Regions from separate parts of the Sparus aurata genome. Here region 1 is linked to region 2. Evidence: chromatin contacts called from public Hi-C data. All regions are on one chromosome and are shown on one strand. The core of a region is the stretch at or near the end of the contact, and the rest is flanking DNA. Distances in the headings are between cores, read along the strand shown.

What was found. A called contact is a pair of places that touch in the nucleus more often than the background predicts.
Region 1: a contact with region 2 is called in a Hi-C map of an unstated tissue, with 8 times the contacts expected there. The contact joins the promoter of LOC115595282 here to the promoter of fam3c in region 2. A contact is called at or near these places in 2 of 2 Hi-C or Micro-C datasets (skeletal muscle and an unstated tissue).

What each region holds. Positions count from the first base shown.
Region 1 is chr14:17,306,611-17,309,310 of fSpaAur1.1, reverse strand. LOC115595282 (extracellular matrix protein 2) reads right to left here and starts at 1,259. Exons shown (of 4, transcript XM_030439533.1): 1 at 1,210-1,259; 2 at 27-98. The coding sequence starts at 93.
Region 2 is chr14:17,152,102-17,154,801 of fSpaAur1.1, reverse strand. fam3c (FAM3 metabolism regulating signaling molecule C) reads right to left here and starts at 1,255. Exons shown (of 10, transcript XM_030440702.1): 1 at 1,133-1,255; 2 at 690-744; 3 at 479-583; 4 at 181-207. The coding sequence starts at 708. It overlaps LOC115595197 (sortilin), which reads right to left. Exons shown (of 21, transcript XM_030439361.1): 20 at 2,673-2,700; 21 at 1,504-2,564. The coding sequence ends at 2,550.

The DNA.
Region 1 (2,700 bases), core at 10-2,509, 150 kb before region 2:
CATTTGACGTGATGTTTTTTACTTACCGGGCTGCAAAATATATGAATGTCCAGAAACTGTGAGGAACACGAGCAGCAGTGTGAGCGCCTTCATTTTACCTGGTGACGGACACGAAGGACAATCAGACGAGAAGTTAAGATGAAGAGAAGGACAAGAACTTCAAAAAAATAAAAAATGTCTTAACCTGCTTGCCCTCCCAAAACAATCTATTTGGAGATCTGTTTCCAGTGATGGAATATAACTAAATACATTTACTCAAGTATTTATTTTATACTTCCACTTCCATGTTTTAATTTTTGCTCCACTACGTTGATTCGATAACTTATGTTTCCTGTTGCTTTGAAGATTTCATGCTGCATCATCAGAGCCAAAGTGAATCACAGCACGTTTAGATTAATGTATTTAAATCGGATAAATAATAATGATGATAACTTTATTTACCTAGCCCCTTTAAACGGATACAAAGAGCATCACAATAAAAGCATGTGACTTCAGTGGTAACTGCAAATATAAATATAAACAACTGAGTGTGAAATACGGGGAGATTAAATGAGTAAAATAATAAATCCATCAACCCACAGAAGACAGTATATGGATGCATGTTAATATATGCAAAATGCACTTTTAATTGTACTTTTGATACTGAAGTAGATCTAATATCAGATATTTTAAGACTTTTACATGAAAAATGTTCTGTCTGTCTCATCTTTACTTTCACTCAACTCCGACTTTTGATTACTTTTTCAACATTGCAGGTAGAAGATTTTTGGACTTTTATGAGTTTATTCACTGTTGGACGTCTCTGGACTCCAAACATAAGTAATGCCAACATATATTTATCTGAGGGTTAGTAATTTTTTTGCAAACAAAAGAAGCGTATATGAAGCATTTGTTCAGACAGATGATTCATATATTGTTATTTGATGTCATTGCACAGATTTTCTAGTCATGTCTGTTTTGTATATTTGTCGCCTTCCATCAAATTGTCCGAGCTCAGTTTGTGTCCAATGGAAGAATCACCACTTCAGTACTTTCCTACATATTTACATAATCATTGTATATAGATATGCAGCAGTGGGAACCTGTTGGAGCCCAAACAACAAGGAAGCTTGATGAGTTAGCATTTAAAGATCAGAGGCCAAACATATGAAAAGTTTCCCATAATCCAACAAAAGCCATCGTCCAATCAGCGCGATTCATGTTGCTTACCTGACGTGTTCGCGGCCTCCTTATATGTCAAAGCCGAGTTCCTGCATCTGTCAGGCTGATCCTGTTGACCTACACCTGCCTCTCTGTACAGACTGAGAGAGTCCAGAAGAGATGGGGCAACCTTTGAACCGCACACACCCCCACCACCACCACCACCCACCACCACCAGCAGCAATATATGACTTTAATGATCCATCTCAGCAGTCGTCTCTGCATGGAGAGTTTTCACACACACGCTCCGGCTGAGCCATAGTTAATGACTCCTCTGAGTGCCTTTATCTGCAGGAGGATTCTCACACTCACCCTCAACGCCAGAGGAATCTGGAGGATCAATAGCGGGAAAGCGGGGCGACTTCAGGGGGAGAGAGGTCAGAGGTGACGCCGGCTTTTTTACAGTGGCTTCTGTTTGCTCCGCTGTGGGGAGACATTAGCATCCCAGTGGTTATATGGCGGGCGACAAGTAGCGCCTGGAAACCGCTCGGCCTTTGACCCAGATGCTAATAATGTTCTGGACTTCAGGAAGTCTGTGGACTGCTGATGCTAATGAGGGACTTTGTAATAATGTGTTTAAGTTTAAGTTTGGTTGTGTTTTATTATGTTCCGGGCTTGTTTTTAAAGCCTAATGTAAGAAAAATGACTTTAATTGATCATGAATGCTAACTTTTTACAATTAGGTCACAACTTGTATCAGTATAAAAACATTCAGTGCATTTTACAGCTGTGGTATAAAACGAGGATTAAGATAATGATCATTTTAGTTTTAAGAATAACTGTAAAAACCTAATTTCTGCTGTTTGGCAAGAAAATAGCACATTTACAGTCTGTCTCCTGGTCTCACCGGACAAATACACTGCAAAAACTCAAAGTCTTTCCAAGTACATTTGTCTAATTTAGAGTCAAAACAACAGAGCGAGAGGCATTTCAGTGAAGTGAACAGAACTTGTTTAATCGGGACAGATTTTGACTATTCCAATGGCGAAAAGAAGCTAGAAACATCTAGTTATTGTTTTATTTTGACATTTTAATTCTTGTTTAATCTACTCTGTAGAGAAGACAAAACTTAAGAGAGGTATGTGTCTTTTCTTATTCCATCAAATGTCAGGGAATACAAAGAAACACTCATCAGCACACATTGGCCATGTTTCAGTAAAATGTCAGACACATTTGTTGACAGTGAATGAACTAGGCTACGTAAAGCGTGATTTTGTGAGAGGGTGACACAGTGGAGGCTACATCACGCCTGGATGTGGAAGCCAACAGAGGCCAGAGGTAAACAAACCAGGAGACAAACTGGAGAGAGCTCCTCAGGAAATCACTTCTGATAAGGCGAGTTGGAATTGTTGTTTCTTGCATGCTGGCCGGAGACGACGAAGAAATGTAATGACTGTCCGCTGCGTCAGAGTTTCTTCTGCAAATCAGTTTCCATCAAACATTTTGCACATTGACTCAAGCAAGCTTACAAACTCTTTCAGCAAGTTAGAGGATTTTTTT
Region 2 (2,700 bases), core at 6-2,505:
CAGCCCTGGTTGATTATGGGGGCTGAGATTCATGTGCCATTATCTAGCTGTATACTGCAGGATTTAACCATAATTATAAGCACTCTTGTCGACGGGTATGGACAGATTTCCTCTGGCATGCATCAGTCTTTAATAAAGCAAATCCATTAGAGGAAATTGTTAGAATAGAAGCATACTTACGGGCTTCATTCACAGGCACCGATCTGGCTGAAAAGCAAAAGAAATACATGCATCTTTGAGAACACTTTCATCTGAAATGGACACATAAAAAGGGCAGCTCCGTGGGAAAATCCAGCACGAAACCCTCATAACATAGAACAACAATGAACCATATTTGGTTTCTGAGCCTCCAGGCGACACTGCCACAAAACAACCCCTCACAATGAATGGATTAAAAAGACCTCAGGTTTCCTTTACAACAAGACAAATCTTAAATGGCCGCTTGGTTTCGTTTTTTGAGAAAACACTTGGTACTCACACATCACACTGCCCAGTTTAAAATCCGTGTTGATCTCCAGCAGCTGGAAAGCCAGAAAGACAGCCAGGAGGAACGCAAAGATGAGCGCTGCCAACTTCAAAATACCTGAAGAGAGAAGAGAGGTAGATGAAGCTGTCAGGCGCCATTTATCATATTGTAAACAGCACATTCGCACAATAATTGCTCGGTATCTTAAGGAACATGTGCTTACCGCCGGCCCGAAGCATCATTGCGAGCCTCCAGCCCCTTCTCTCCAAGCTAACACCCTGTCAGGACAAAACAAAACAAACAAATGCTAGCAGCCAGCTCAGGTTGACTTTCGGTGACGACGCGTTAGCTTGCTAATAACGGTTTACATGGCGCTAAAAGCTAACACCACAGAAAGTTAGTCAAGTGTTTTAACCTCACTTTAGCTTTCGCTGAATTAGCTGTCACAGGGAATTCAACTGTTATAATGCATTTATTCTCAGTTAAGTGCCGGTATTACTGCCTGGAGGCGACGTTTTGGCAAGCTAACTGGCGTCAAGTGTGAAAACTGACGTTGACTCGTACACCGTTACTTCCTCTTCTCTGCCTATCTTTGCTCCGGGAATTCAGTGATAGAAATAACGGGGAAGAAGTTGAAGAAGGATGTAAAGACCTTGTTTAACTTACCCGTTCAGTCGCTATGATAACCACCTGCACCGGCTGTGGCCGACGGTGTCCCGGACTGGAGAGATCTGTGGGATGACAGCTGAAATAGACTGTTAAACGGGGGAGGTGGGCAGGAGGTGAGATGCTCCACTCTGTCGGAGAAATCGAAGACGAACGAGTGGGGGGAATTATTATTTCTTCTTTCAATAAATATTTATTTTCAGCCGAGGTTGTCCGCCATTAAAAGATAAAATCCCCATGTTCTCAGTTGAAATCAACAAGAATATATTCAACATTTGCAAAAACATTAATAAATACAATGACAGTAACACAAAGATGATGAAAACAACACTTCCTTGACAGCAATATCTCATTCATTAAACAGGAGGGGAAAGGGGTGATTTCAGCTTTTATTTAATTAGTTTTGTAGTTTGTATCACTAATACAACAAAAAATCACAGTTCACAGTGTAAAATGTTGCAATGTAGGCTCTCAAAATTATAAATACATGACCACATATTATACAAATTAACATGTTTCAAAAGCAGATTCACAGAAAACAGTTATTATAAACAACAATTTCATTATTATTATTATTATCAATACAACATACATTTTAACTCTGTGTCATCACTGTGTCATCCAAAATAATCCCATGAAATGCTTCTGAAATGTAAAATTTTCTTACACTCTTACACTCTAAAAATGACAATGAAGGAAAAGGTTATTACTAATATTTGGTTCTTAAAACAATGATCTCTACATGTTTAAGCCCATTTAATTTCTTTTTTTAACCTGAGACTCAAGTGCCATGTCATATTCAACCATATAACACAGTTCTGATACGACCATTGTGGTGGTGGTAGTAGTAGTAGTGGTGGTGATTTTTTTTTTCAGGAGTAATACATCTTCTCAATAACATATCTTCGTTACACTCGCACCGACTTCCTCATTTTTCTTCTTCTCTGTTTAAATCGAGGCAGATTAGACACGTGACAGCACCGCCAGCGCCCTCTGGTGGACAGATGCTATAAAACGTTTATTGTGCATTTAACTTAACCCGAACACACACAGTACAAAGAACACGTGAGAATAAAATGCTGTATTTTGTTTTTTGTTGTTTTTAAAAATGCACATTTTCTGAATTTGTCTCGTTTGTTTTTCACATTGGACAGAGAGTAAAAAAAAGTGCTGCAACACAGAGTAAAACTAAAATAACAATAATTCAAAAAAAATAAAAAAAAAATACTGTACACATAAAAGCAAAGCAAAGCAATGAAATGACAGTCAGCTCAATAAATTAATACATTTTCATGCTTGTCGTTCAGATCCTCGTGAGTGCTCCGGTCCAAACATCAGAGATAAGTCCAACAAAGTCTTTTTTCAGGGCTGCTTCCGACCATGAATCTTTATTACATCCATTAAAATGTGTCATGTGTCATTCAATAAGATCCTGCAGAAAAAAAAAAGAAGAAAACGTGTCAGCGAGCGTGCAGAAATCACAGTTTTCATGGGCTCAAAACAAGATAAATATAGTGAAATAGTTGAGAATGTGTCTCACGTCATCTGAGTCCTGCTGGCAGGCCGTG